2 separate regions of the Mus musculus genome follow, and region 2 is linked to region 1. The links are chromatin contacts, called in public HiChIP or PLAC-seq maps. All regions are on one chromosome and are shown on one strand. Each heading gives the region's core, a stretch centred on a gene start, on an enhancer-like site or on the middle of the called end of the contact. The rest is flanking DNA. Distances are from core to core; before and after follow the strand shown.

Region 1 (7,175 bases), core at 1,131-3,630:
AAAATGGCAAATTAGAACCCAGTCAGAACAGAAGCATCCCAGTCAGAGGTACAGGCACCATCATGGTTTCTTAGCAAGACATTCACGTAGGAAAGGCCAGGTCTGCAAAACTCTGTTGTGACAACTCAAGGGGGCAGAGCCTTCATGGAAAATATTTAAGTACATGAATAGAGAATACCACAAGGGCAGGTGAGCTATTCGCAAAGCAGTTCCAGGTGAGGGTCCCCACTGAAAAGAGGCCACATCAGGGAAAATAGATCTTACCCTGTAGTGGTCCCTTACAAATTCAAAATGCCTCTTAGATAACACATACACACACAGAGAGAGAGAGAGAGAGAAAGAGAGAGAGAGAGAGAGAGCACACATCACGGTCAGTAAGGGTTTCTGAACAGTAATCTATACGGTTACTGGCAGAGCTCCTCTTACCCATCCATTCCCCTCAGCTCTTCCTCTTCAGCCCCCCTGCTTCCCCACACATACCATGACTGTGCTCATGTGCACACACACACATGCACACGCTCTCCATGCCTCACATTTGACCCAGCTAAGGCTTTCTTGAGTGTCCCCATTGGACCTTGCTGCCACTCACCCAGTCAAGACTCAGCAGCTATGGAGCGAATGGTCCTGCTGGCCTTCAGAGTCATGGAAGATGGAGGAGGGCTTGGGTCCAGGACTGCTCATTTCAGGGATGTTCTCTTCATTGTGAAGTAGTTCCGTATGTGGCCTCTTCACTCAGAACCCCAGTGTACCCATCCTTTCAGTTGATCGGATCAGTCTTCTAGAATAACCACAGGAATCGGGTGGACATCTGTTCTCCTGGGCGCCTGTCCCTGCCTGTCTTTTAAACTCAGCAGGGCTGTGCAGGGAGGGTGTGGAAGAGGCATACGAAGTGGCAGGAGATGGTGTTTGTCACTGTAGAGATGGGAAGAAGTCAAGAGAAGGGGGCTTCAGGGTCTCCTGCTGCTTTATAACCACAATCCCTCTGCCTCCTCCATCCCTCTCATTTACAGCCAACTGGGAAGATGCTTTCGGACAGCCGTCCTGATCAGCCCCCGGTTTATCTGGAGCGGCTGGAGCTCATTAGAAACACCTGCAAGGAGGAGGCTCTGCGGAACCTCTCACACACCGAGGTCTCGAAGTTCGTCCTGGATCGAATATTTGTCTGTGACAAGCACAAGATTCTTTTCTGTCAGACTCCCAAGGTGGGCAACACCCAGTGGAAGAAAGTGCTGATCGTCCTAAATGGTATGTGTGGCGTGGGGGGCGGGGGGACCTCTGTGATGGGAGAGGGGTTGAGGCTGGCACTGAAGGATGGGGTGGCTTCTTCTGAAAAGACCCACAACCTTTCTGAAGGTTCTCTGTGTTGTTTTCCACACTCCAGTTAGGCTGTAAAAATTGGAGGGGTTAACTTATTGGTTCTGTCTTTACAGTGCTGGGCACAAAACCCAGGGCCGTATGCTTGCGAGGCAGGCTATCTACCATTGAGCTGTGGTCCCATTGGTGGCTCTAACTAAGATGTTTCGGTCAGAACCAAGGGCAGGATTTCCTGGGTTTTCACAGACATGGCTGGCCATCCTCATTCAGCTTGTCCACTCCCATCAGTCTTTCCTCTTTTCCATGGTACATGCTAAGTCTGTCTTGGGTACTGCCAGGCTCCCATATTCCTGAAATACCCTAATTTCAAAGAACCCATAGCCAGAGCCTAGGAGGAGACTCTTGCCTCCTGGACCTCGGGCAGCTTCACTTGTAGACCGAGACTTTCTCTGCTGGCTGGAAAGAGAGAAACTACACCTTGTGTTCTGCCTTAGACATAAAGCATTCAGTTAGCTTGTTTCGGACAAATCTGATGTTTACTGGGGAAATGAATTAAATTGTGGAAACATGAGTTCATACACTGTAGTTCTGATTACCCACTGCTCTGCTTAGACACCAGGTTTGTTTCAATTCCAATTAGTCTAAACTGGCCTAAAATTATCATAGGGTGTCTGTTAAAACTTAGCTCCAACTGACTGAGTTCCAGCAAGCAGAAGTCACACCCTGGGTACCGTGGGACAGGTTCCTGGGGTTCAGCATTGTGCCCACAGCTCCCACACCCACTCCTGGCATTACTGGCCAGTGCCAGCTGCCTTTTGCACTTTGTAAAGGTCAGTCTCAGGGCAAAAAGGATAAGGCCTTGCCTCCTGGATACATCCACGGTATGAAGTTAATGTGTCCCAGGAATAATATGCCAGCATGTTGGATTTCTGAATGGGAGATCAAGAGTATAAGGTAAATTGGAAACAAAGAATACACAGAGAGGCTCACATAGGGGCCATGGCAGTGGGAAGCATCATAACTCACTCACAAGGGTGGGAGGAAATAGAAGAAGGCTACATGAAATATGTGTGTCAACACAACCTGCTGGTGTAGCTTCCCTGACAGTTCTGGGACTCACAAGCACAGCGCAAACTTCCTGTGTATGTCAGAATCACCTGTTTTAATCAGTTACAGTACATTTTCAGTTATAATTTTTTTTTAAATTGAAAACAAAGAACTCCCTCCTGCCCCCTTGACATTGACACCCACAACATGGTCAGTGAGAAGAAAAATTAAACTTATTTTAAGAAAGCCTTTATCATCCATCTCACTGCGTTGTCTAGTAGGAAAAGTCAGCTTGTTGGTTTGTATAACCATGTGAAGTCATGCAATGCTACTTCCTAAAACAGAGAAGAAAAAAACCTAAAGCTAAATGTGTAGGCATGGGCTGGCCAGGCCATGTAAAGCAGGGAGGTCTTCGTGGCCATCCTCAGCTGACCTCCCAGTATGCTTGGACGGTGAGTGGAGTGGACCCAGGCACAAGTCCAAACCACCGGCTCTTCCATTCTCTCCTTGTGTAAACTGACGGCATGTCTGCTCCTCGGGAAGGTTAAGGGGGAGGTTTTATGATGGATGTGAGAGAGAACAGCCACAGGCATCTGGGAGGATCCAGAGCAGAGAGAGAAAGCCAGCAGACTGGACCTGGCTGTGGAAGAGGCAGGGGAAGAGAGAGGTAGTGGTGGAAGAGGCCGGGTGGGGGGGGGGGGCAAAGAGAAGACAAAGCGAGAGCATGTTGAAGAAATGACAGGATTATAAGGAGCATGAGGAGCTGTGGGGGAGGGGTAGAGGAGCAGAGACTGAGCTGGGAGCACTTTAGGTCAGGAGGAGGCAAGAAGAGCCAGGATCCTAGCATTAGACCCTGAGATATACAACAGGTTCTTGTGACACTGTGGGAGCCCCGGGGGCATCTTGTGCTTTGCTATGCTAAGAGATCTTCCTGAAGCGCATCACAAATAACTATTTGTTCCCTTGGCCAGTGAAGAGAGCAATGGCTCCTTTCGGAATGGGGAACCGGCTTTACAAGTTCTCAAGGAGCGCTGGCTTTTATTTTTCCAACCGCCAGAATTTGGGGGAATTGAGTCTCCTCAGGGTCTGACACCCCTCATCATGGTCAAATGTGCCAACTACATAGGGCTCTGGAACAGGGCATAAGTGGTTGGAAGAAGACGAATGAATGAGGGGAGGCTGTGCCTCTCGTATGGGTGGCTCGAGAGAGCTTTTTCCTTATGGGGACAGCACTGGGTCAGGATAAGGCCAGATGCTATAGCTCACAGAAGCTAAGGAAACCCTTCAGGCTCCTATCACCCTTTGTCTCCATTGAGAAAAGAAAAGTCTCCGCCTCCCCTATCCTCTACAGAAACCTGGCCCCACTTCTCAGCCATGTCCTCCCTGCTTCTGGTGCCAGCTAGGTGTTTCCATCAAGTGTTGCATGTAGCCTTTGCTGGATTGTGCTACCAGCCCCTACCCGCTTCCCTTGAATCCATGGATTAAAGACACACAGGCAGTTGTTCTGTTTCAACTGGCCTTTTGACACAATTACTGGACGCTACTTTTCTCCCACCTGGAGAAGTGTGCCCTTTATCAATATTCTTATCTCCACACCTCTCTACCTGCCCTAAACTTTAGTTGCTCAGTTACATCAAGTCTCAGCTAAACATCCCCGGCCCCTGCCTGTATGGCCACTCCACCGGAGATCTCCCTCAAAAGCATGGCACACTGCCTCTCCTCTCCTTGTGGTCTCTCTCTCTCTCTCTCTCTCTCTCTCTCTCTCTCTCTCTCTCTCTCTCTCCCTCTCTCTCTCTCCCCTTGCCTCCAGAAGTCCCACCTATCCCTCCCGTCCAGCAATTGGCCCATGGCTTCTTTACTGACAGACCAAGAACCAACTGGGGAGCAGGACCTTAGCATCAGAACTGCAGAACCTTTGTCATTTGCCGTGTGGGTTGCCATGAGGTTTGTGAGACACTGATGCTCTGGAAGTCCTGTGCTGTAAGAGCACAGTCTGCCATGGAGATGAGGGGCATAGCTGGATACGTACGTGCTCCATGCCATGTCCCTCCAGCATCTCCTGCCATCTCAGAGATCAGATAGAAAGAGCAATACCAGCTTTAGGAAGATTTAGCCTCCTAGGTACATCAACAGGGCCGTGGGGGTCAATATTCTTTTTGTTTCCTTCCCTTTCCCAACAGAAACTTCTTTCCTTCAGTCAGCTGCTGGATAGAAGAACGGCTCTCCATTATGTTACTGCCTCCAGCAGGACAGCTGGAGTTCAGGAGTGTACACATGGACATTGGTTGTGGGCTTCTCCTGTGTGCTATGGAGCTTGTGGGGCCTGGGATGACACTGATGGCACCTGTAAGGGTCAGACTGAAGTAACCCATGCACCCTTTCCTCTTGTTCCCCCCAGGAGCATTTTCTTCCATTGAAGAGATTCCTGAAAATGTAGTCCATGACCATGAGAAAAATGGCCTTCCACGCCTCTCTTCCTTCAGCAAAATAGGAATTCAGAAGCGGTAAGGGCAACTTCTTCAGAGGGGAAGGGGAAGGGTGATTTTTCAGCAAAACCCCAGGCTCAGTCCATACTTGCTGTGTGGTCCACAGGGCTCCAGATTCAGTCTGTACTTACTGTGTGGTCCACAGGGCTCCAGGCTCAGTCTGCACTTGCTGTGTGATCCACAGGGCCCCAGGTTCAGTCTGCACTTGCTGTGTGGTCCACAGGGCTCCAGGCTCAGTCTGTACTTGCTGTGTGGTCCACAGGGCTCCAGGCTCAGTCTGTACTTGCTGTGTGATTCACAGGGCTCCAGGCTCAGTCTGTACTTGCTGTGTGATTCACAGGGCCCCAGGTTCAGTCTGCACTTGCTGTGTGGTCCACAGGGCTCCAGGCTCAGTCTGCACTTGCTGTGTGGTCCACAGGGCTCCAGGCTCAGTCTTTCCTTGCTATGTGATCCACAGGGCTCCAGGCTCAGTTTGTGCTTGCTGTGTGATGCACAGGGCCCCAGGCTCAGTCTGCACTTGCTGTGTGATCCACAGGGCCCCAGGCTCAGTCTGTCCTTGCTGTGTGATCCACAGGGCTCCAGGATCAGTCTGTCCTTGCTGTGTGATCCACAGGTCTCCAGGCTCAGTCTGCACTTGCTGTGTGGTCCACAGGGCTCCAGGCTCAGTTTGTGCTTGCTGTGTGATGCACAGGGCCGTGGGGACCATGGGGCCCACTGTTTTGTGTTGGCATGCAGCAGCCAACAGTGTTCTTAGTGTCCTGTTCACTGCATATCTCAGCCTCCTGAGAACTTCAGAATCCCTTTCCCAACTCGTCACAAAGGCCATTAAAGTGTGCATCCGATTATTGCCAGAAGTGGGTAGCACTTTGTGTTTCAGTTTTGTTAAGTTCTTATGGATTCCTTACTAAATAGGATCATTTCTCCATTATATATATATATATATATATATATATATATATATATATATATAAAAGTGCTGTACACTTTGCCAGGGTACCATGCCCACGTCTGCATGTACTTCCCACTGGGGTAGTAGTGTGTTCAGGTCCATCACAGAAGACAAGCCCCTTAGACAATGGCAGTATAGTCAGCAGCGGATGAGAGGCAAAGTTCTCCCTTTTAGCTGTAAGGTGGCTTTACAGAGCCAGACTGAAGGGGTCAGAATACAAGAACTGCCCCTCAGTGTCAGGTCCAGCCTGGGCTTGGCCCTCCTTGCTTCTCAGCCCTTTGTTCTTTGTTGCTTCTGGCCTTGGGTAACTCAGTCTTCACAACTCTACAAACTTAGGCCAGAAATTGTCCTAGGTGTGGCCTGGGCTCTAAGGGAATCTTCATGGGGCTTGGTGAGACTGCATAAATTAAGACAGGCAGCTCATGGACAACAAAGAGCTTCTGGCTTTCAGGTAAGTGCGCCATGGGGGTAGCGTTGCCACAGACACTGCTATCTCTGTTGCCCCTGCCACACCACCACAGGCCCTTAGAGCCCGTGCCCCTACTGTGCTGCTGCTTGCCTGGGGCATCTTCCTATGGGAACTGTGTGGCCTGGATCCAACTCTTCCCTTTCATTTTTATAACCCCTGAGAGTTTGGGCTGGAATCTTTAAAGCTATGCCCATAAAATAAGCCTCCAGCCTCATTAAATACGGACTCACACTTCCAGCCCTAAAGATTTCCTGCCCAGGAACCAAACTCGTAAAAGGTTTTGAAGTTTCCAATCAGCCAAGTAAAACAAACCTTTGATTCAACAGTTTCACATCAACCTCAGAGGCTTCCTGGTTTGCTAAGCCTCTGTTTCCTCACCTGTAGAATGGGTTGGTAGCAAAGTTCAGTGCATCGTACTCAGAGTGCACTGTGCACTTGAGACATACTCCGCAGGGCCTAGCCTGGTGTGACTCTCTCTCCTACCCTCTTATCTATTACCTCTTGGAGCATTTGCCTCATCTCTGACCTTATTTTTTCTTCCTCAGATTGAAAACATACTTCAAGTTTTTTATTGTGAGAGATCCCTTTGAAAGACTGATTTCTGCCTTTAAGGATAAGTTTGTTCACAATCCTCGATTCGAGCCTTGGTACAGGCATGAGATAGCCCCAGGCATTATTAGAAAGTACCGGAAGAACCGGACAGAGACCCGGGGGATCCAGTTTGAAGATTTTGTGCGCTACCTGGGTGATCCAAACCGCAGGTGGTTAGACCTTCAGTTTGGGGACCATATCATCCACTGGGTGACCTACGTTGAACTCTGTGCGCCCTGTGAGATCAAGTACAGTGTGGTCGGACACCATGAGACCCTGGAGGCAGATGCCCCGTACATCCTGAAAGAAGCTGGCATAG
Region 2 (7,585 bases), core at 4,465-6,964, 390 kb before region 1:
GTTCCAAAGGCAACTAGTAGAAGACTGTTTTCCAAGCAGCCAGGAGGAGGCTCTCAAAGCCTACCCCTACAGTGACACACTTCCTCTAACAACGCCACACCTCCTAATAGTGCCACTCTCTGGGCCAAGCATATTGAAACATGTGAGTCTACGGGGGCCAAACCTAGTCAAACCACACATGGTCCTAGTCATTGGGCCATGTCCTTCTCTTCCACCTGGGAACTGAGAAGAAATAACACACCTGGGAATGACTGGCCCTTTCCCTCACAAATGGCTACCTCAGTGTAGTGGAGGGTCCAGAGTTCTTGCTTGTCCAGTTTGAATGCCTTCCCCTTGCCCAAACCATGCTGAGTCTAAGGACTAGGGATTAAAGAATAAACAAGAGTTCAGCTCACATTTCAGATCTGGCAGTCCCTCTACTGCGAACCCTGAACCAGCTAATCTTTCTGGACATTCTTGAATTTCTTGAATAAGATGCAACAAAGCCATCGCCTCTCCCCCTCCTCTCACCTCAACCAAATGCCTGGACTTACGGAAGCAACTTCCTAGTCAAGTGAAAGAGGAGACCAGGTATTTCTTCAACCCCAGGACAGAGGATGAAGGGAACATCCACTGTTCATTAGCAGCATGTGAAGCAAAAACAGTTGCATGATGCAGAAAAGCTGTAGATTCTCAGGGTCTTTGAGCAAAGCAACAGCCAGCACTTGTTGCCTCGCCCCTTGAGCACAAAGCAAAGTGAAGGCAGCAGCTTCTACTTGAGTGTGAGAGGAGGCCAGGTGTATTGAGATTTGATCCCTGTGGCTACTGGTGGGCTGTGGAATCCCAGGTCCTAGGGTTTCTCTACTGTAATGTAGGAACAGTAATAGCCCACTGTACAGGGATTCCAGGAGAATGGGAGATCTGTGGCAAAACCACGCCTCTGCTAGAGCACAAGGCAAACCATAATCATCTGCTGCAAAGCAGCCCCAGTATCCCCACACCTGGGACGAAGACAAAAACACATTTTTAGAATATTTCTGTGTCGTTAAAAGAACCCCAAATCCCAGAATTGTCATTACAATCAAGTTCATTCATTTACTTGTTTGAGGGCCACAAATGGACTTTGCAAACCTTACAACTTGTGACCTACGGGGTTGCGAAGCATTTCCAGAGGAGGCTGAGATTCCTAGGACCAGGTGAAGGGCCCAGCACTTGTTGCTTCTGAATAAGCTCAAGAGCAAAGTTTGGAGCTGTGACAAAAAGATGGGCCATCTAGAGACTGCCATATCCGGAGATCCATCCCATAATCAGCTTCCAAACGCTGACACCATTGCATACACTAGCAAGATTTTGCTGAAAGGACCCAGATAGAGCTGTCTCTTGTGAGACTATGCCGGGGCCTAGCAAACACAGAAGTGGATGCTCACAGTCAGCTATTGGATGGATCACAGGGCCCCCAATGGAGGAGCTAGAGAAAGTACCCAAGGAGCTGAAGGGATCTGCAATCCTATAGGTGGAACAACAATATGAACTAACCAGTACCCCCTGGAGCTCGTGTCTCTAGCTGCATATGAATCAGAAAATGGCCTAGTCGGCCATCAGTGGAAACAGAGGCCCACTAGTCGTGCAAACTTTATATGCCTCAGTACAGGGGAACAACAGGGCCAAGAAGTGGGAGTGGATGGGTGGGGAAGTGGGTGGGGGAGCGTGTGGGGGCCTTTTGGGATAGCATTGGAAATGTAAATGAAATAAATACCCAATTAAAAAAGAAAAAAAAAGAGCTAATGGGCCTCATTGTTGACTGTTTCTGCAGATGCTTGTGCATATGAAAGAGTGGAGATAAACGTCAAATAACCTTATGTGTGTGAGATTTAGGTTCTTCCCTGAGTCCTGGCTGCCTCAGAACAAGTAAAATATGTTCAAAGGCGATGCCTGGGCCACCCCTTCCTGCTCCTCACTCTGACCACATCGAAGTTGCCAGTCAACACACTGACCTTCTGCTAATATAAATACAAGGAGAGGTTCAAACAGTCCAGACTCCCTCATTCTTGTAGCTTCAGACTGAGAAACTTTGTGAGTGGCTGTGGACTGGTGTCTCTCATGGCTTTCTCCTCACGGGACAGTTGTTCTTGAGGCCACACAAGGGGCGATCTCTGGGGACTCAACTACTTGCAAGTCAATCATGAAGTTGAGGGATGTAGGTATGTGTTTCATCTCTATAGGTTCATGAGGGGGGCTACAGTAGAGAACAGAGTACCTGCCCCATATGGTGTAGAAAAGATCTTTATGAGATTGGAGGGGAGGGGCTTGTTTGTGGGCCTGTAACATACATTCCGCTGACTAGCCTTTCATGTTTCTCTCTACTGCTGCCCTGTCCCTTGTACCCCAATGGTCTGTAACATGCCCTGTCGCTCATCAGCTGTGCATTCCTGCGGGGACTGAGTTCATTTATTCACCCCTGCTTTCTTGGTTCACCAAGCTTTGCACAGCGATTGCCCACTTGGGTGGGTTGTGTCACGTTGATGACCACTTTTGATCTTCGACCTCAACTTCTTGACTACCTTGAACACAGTAGGTATCCAGTGAATACCCTTAAAGGAATAAATATAGGTAGGGTTGTAGGTGCTTCAACATAATGACTACCAGGCTAGTAAATCCCGACTGTTTAACCATGGTACAAGGAGTCATGATGCTGCTACTACACAGATGAAGAAACTGAGCTAATATAAAGGCAGTGCTCAGCCACTGCCCTCTCAGTAACAACTGAATGTGGACAGAGGAATAGTGGGATAATGATAATGCTCTTGCTGTCCACAGTCAGGCAGCACCCCAACACCACCCCAGAGCTTGAACACAGGCCTGAGTGGCTCCCATCAGCCTGTCTCGCCAAGCAGCACCTGTCTTGTAAAAGCAGAAACTGGAGGCCTCTGGATGGTGACCATTGTCATCAGGGTAGCACATAGGCACACTAAAAACACAGACTTCTTGCCAAGTCTCACACAACGACAACTTCACTGGTGAGGTGCAAATCTTAAAGCTACTGTGAAATGTTTCAGGGAGCCGCATCCCACAGCTGCCCGCCATGTTGAGTTTAATAGCGTGGAAATGTCTCATGCACCATGAGGCAGGGGCAGTCTTCACTCACCTCTTTGCTCTATCCTTCTCATCTTCGTCCATTAGAGTTTCTATGCAGTCTTGCCTGCTAAATAAAACAGAAAAAGGAATCTGATGATAGTGGTCTGCTTCTAGATCTTTCTTACAGGTTTTGATGGTTGTCACTATGTTGGTCTTATCTAACATGCACACCTCAACCCAGTGATTCTTGACCTTACAGGTCACAGCAGCCTGCTGTGTGCCCAAAATGCACTGAGGATTCCAAAGTTCTTGTCCATGTGAGTTTAAGCAGACTTGTTTGGATTCAAGCATCCATGCCATTAGGGATCAGGTACAGGCATGTCTAACCTAACAGGGCAGCACACTGTTGGAACAACACGCTTTGGGACCACACAACCAAATGAAACTGCAATAAATTCTTAGGATCGTGCTGGGGAGATGGCTCAAGTGTTTATTATGCAAGTGTGAGGATCTGAGTTTGGGATCTAGCATTCAAGAATATGGTAGTGTGTCTCTAAACCCAACACTGGGGAGCACAGGGAAGTGGATAGGGACTCATTGGATAGCCAGTCTAGCTGAGACACCGAGCTCCAGGTTCACTGAAGGAACTTATGGTGGCAGGAAGGGGGATAACAATAGAGGAAAGCTGTATCAACCTCTGTCCTCCAGATGTGCCTAATAGGCACATACACCCACCCACACATGTGCACCTACATAACACACACACGCCTCATAATGTTTCAAGTATTTTTACGACTTTTGTTTTAGACCACATTGACAGATGCCTGTGAGTTGAAAGGTATTATCAGAGTGATGTTGAAGTAGCTTCTTGAAAAATCCATTGTAGTCTTGGAGAATGAGTCTTTTTAAAAAAATTTTTTTAATAAAGCAAACAATCATTATTTTTCAAAACTAGATCTAGGTGTTTCCTGGTCACATGTTGAGAATTGTCCCAGGGTCCCTTCCCAATGAAACTGTGTCTCCATCTCAAACTGGATACTAGCAAGCTGCTCTTGCTGGATGCTCATGATGTCCTAGGGATGCTGCACTTGGCTTGGTTCATCCCAAGATACAAACCCTCTCTCTATATGTGACCAGGAGGACTCAGCCCCACAGAAGTGTGATCCATAGTCCTTCCTTAAAGCTCATGGATGAAGAAGATTACTCAATAGTCCAGGAATGTTCATGTATTTCCCAAGTCCCCAGGACCTAACTCACCCCAGCCTCACCCTCATCTTGTGTTCCTCACCAGACTTTTAAACTCCATACTTGGCAGATGTACCAGCAACTACTCTGCGTCTTTGAAGTTTTACATAAAATTTTTACTGAGGTGGCTTTCATCTCGTGATCTTGCTTGCCGACATGTACCAGTACATACCTGACCCAGAGCAAAGGAAAGAAACTCTGTAGCAATGGGCTTATCCCCATGGCCCTTTTGGGCGGATTTAGGGGTAGATCCATGGGGACTCCATTTATCATCTGATGTTTGTATCACATTAACACAGGCTTCACGCCTGCATGTGTGTGCATTAGACACTCTCCAGATAGAATCTCCTCAACACTTGATGGTGAAAGATACTGGGGGAAATTCATTCAGTGATGTCCTACCCGGGTTCTGTCCTGCCAAGGGCAATGGCAGTGGGGAGTGTCCAGGGTAGGATTGTAGGTCCACTAACTGTATCTACAGAACTCCTGTATCTATGGGAGGGATGAGACACTTAGGGTACTAGATCCTAACTGCATGATACACCACAAACTAGGCATCCAATGGTGACTAACAGCTGTTCTTTTTCTGAGCTTATAGTCCTTTGAATTCACAGAGCTCCAGTGACTTGCGCTCATTTCTTCTCTCACTTCTCTCTCCCAAGTCCTTGCTAGCAGTTCTCTGGTTGGTGAAACCTGCTAGTCAAACTACTCCCCTTAAAAATGCAACATCTGCCCAGGGATCCCAGTGGGCCTCCTATTCCCAAGGCTTTGTCATCTCTGTCACTTCCCATGCCTCTCCTACATATTACTTTCTTACTATAAAAACTGCAGTGAAGTACACGTAGTGAATCATGGCATTGTGAGTATTTGTGAGTGAATTGTAGTGCAACCACCTCCACCATCCATCAGCAGAACTCCAATCCTCCTCAAAACTAACGCTGAAAACTAATGGCCATGCTCATGTCAACTGCACACATTCACTCATGGGTACTTGGAGAGGAAGATACAGAGGTCAAGTGGCCTCCTCTAGCATTGTGCTGTCACTATGACTCATCCTGTGGATGAGTGCATTAATAATAAGGCTACAGTCCTTATTAACTTGTCTTTAATTGCTTTATTTAGTCCCACTCTCTGGTCCCTTCACCGTGTGTGTGTGTGTGTGTGTGTGTGTGTGTGTGTGTGTGTGTGTATGCACCACAGTGCACATGTGGAAGTCAGAGCACAAATTTCAGGAGTTGGTTCTTTCCTTCAACTATGTGAGTCTTGGGATAGAATATAGGTTGTCGGATTTGGTAACAAGAGCCATTACTCAGTAAGCCTAATGAACTTACTTTTAACGTCAACACACTGGCATCAACACCCCTGAATGTATGCTCAGTGGTGGGCTGGCTAGATGCCTGGGTACTTCCTGTTCTAATTTTTTGAGGAAGAGCCACACTGCTTCCTGTGTTAGCACAAAGCCTTCTTTCCCCAACATCTGCTTCCACACTTGCCATCTTCTGGTTTTTGACCACGATCTTACCTGGATTGAAGGGCTAAGGGGCTATCTCATACTTTCAGACCATGTTTCTCTAATGATCAGTGACATTCAACATTCTTCCCAATACCTCCCAATCAGCCATTTGCCCTCCTTAAGTCTGGGAAGGACATTATCTTAAGTGGCATAAACCAGACTCAGAAAGAAGAGCATATGAGACCAGTCATATGTGGGAACTAAAATAGTAAATGTCGGAGCAGCAGCAAGGGGCGGGTTCTGTCCTACATCTCAGGGAAAGGCAGTCAGCCGTCCAGCTGGAACCCTGGCTCTGCCTCTGCTAATGTGATCTCACACACAGCTCGTGTGAAGAAGCTCCAGCCCTACTTTCCCATCTGCGAAGTGGAGACAGCAGCAGGGCCTCCCTTTCTGTGCTTAGTAGGTGAGATTAGCAAATCCACAAGAAATCCCAGCATAGTCCCTGGCACAAACAAACCATTAAAACTCCAGTCACTATTACTCCCAGTATCAGCAATGATCTTAGAGGGTTAGCAGTGGGAGGTGGTGCCATGGGTGAGGGGGTCCTTGGGAGAAGGATTATCATCGTCACCTATTAATGGTGTGTGTGTGTATACACATGGAAGGGAGCTTCTGTTAATGATAGCAGGGACCCAGGGACGCATCATAGGATGTTTCAAGGCTGGGAAGAAGTGAAAGATGAAATGGAACTCGTGGGAATGCAATAAACAGAGGAGGAAATGACAGAATACATGTTTTACACAGCAAGGCTCCAAATAACATTTATATGACCCAGGTGAAACTTCTGCCCTGAGGACTCTGGAACATTCTTTCGTTCAGTCACTTATTTATTACCCAGTGGATTAGAACTTTGGCTCTGAGTCATTGGGGACTGGAAAAGGAGAGAGGGTGACAGTTTTCTGGTGCTACACACATTTGCCTTTGGAGCACACAGTGAGGCAGACAGGTGACAGGGTCTGCCTGGGGCTAGCAGCTGACAGCTGGGTCTCCAGATGAGACCAAATGCAATGTATGTGGAAATGAGGTAAGACACTAGGAAAATTAAAGAGATGTAGAGTCCTTGAATTAGGTAGCTAGTTAGGTAGCTAGTTAGATATAACCAGGGACCAAGGCACCGGGCTCTGATTGGTGATCAAAAGAATGGTGCCTCAAAGTACCTCAGGCCCTGGGTGAGCTCATGAGAGTCCGGACTGCTCAGAAAGTCATTAGATTATTAATTAGCCTGTGGCTTTATGGTAAAGAACAGATATCAGTATACCCTCCCTTTAGAGTTAATCCAAATCAAATTCCCAGGAAAGCTTTCTTGTTCTGGATTCTTTTGCTTGTTTGTTTGTTTTGTTTTAAGTTCTTTTTATTGGTGACAGACCAGGAGCAGGCATGAGTTTCTTGGTGCCCAAGATCAGGAGGACGGCTGAGTTTGTGTTTGTTTTGTTTTTGTTATTTATTTATGTCTTCATTCTTCTCTCACACATTACATCCTGACTATGGGCTCCCTTCCCTTCCCTCCTCCCAGCCCCTCCCTACCTACCCTCTCTCCGATATCCACCCCTCCTTCATTTTCCTTCAGAAAAGAGCAGTCCTCCCAAGGATATCGTCTGAACATGATACAATAAACTACAATAAGAGCAGGCACAAACCCTCGTATCAAGACCAGATGAGGCAATCCAGTGGGATGAAAAGGGTCCCAAGAGCAGGCAAAGAGTGAGAGACACCTCCCAGCCCCCACTTTAGAAGTCCCACAAGAACACCGAGGTACACAGCCATCACATACTT

Evidence for each region. HiChIP or PLAC-seq counts read pairs in DNA pulled down with a chosen protein or histone mark.
Region 2: a contact with region 1 is called in an H3K27ac HiChIP or PLAC-seq map of double positive thymocytes, with 2.1 times the contacts expected there. The contact joins two enhancer-like sites. A contact is called at or near these places in 1 of 484 Hi-C or Micro-C datasets (nephron progenitors) and 1 of 115 datasets of contacts at active chromatin or transcription factors (double positive thymocytes).

What each region holds. Positions count from the first base shown.
Region 1 is chr1:38,865,671-38,872,845 of GRCm38.p6, reverse strand. Chst10 (carbohydrate sulfotransferase 10) reads left to right here. Exons shown (of 7, transcript NM_145142.2): 5 at 1,011-1,245; 6 at 4,760-4,865; 7 at 6,811-7,175. Among named protein-coding and RNA genes, the nearest start is that of Gm51581, 27 kb to the left of the region's middle. Within about 2 kb of position 2,380, at least 7 of the 459 cell types and tissues checked have an H3K27ac peak or open chromatin away from gene starts, as enhancers often do. A contact at or near this core is called in double positive thymocytes, where this site is marked.
Region 2 is chr1:39,258,915-39,266,499 of GRCm38.p6, reverse strand. Npas2 (neuronal PAS domain protein 2) reads right to left here. Exons shown (of 21, transcript NM_008719.2): 2 at 3,125-3,181. The coding sequence starts at 3,156. Among named protein-coding and RNA genes, the nearest start is that of Npas2, 68 kb to the right of the region's middle. Within about 2 kb of position 5,714, at least 17 of the 459 cell types and tissues checked have an H3K27ac peak or open chromatin away from gene starts, as enhancers often do. A contact at or near this core is called in double positive thymocytes, where this site is marked.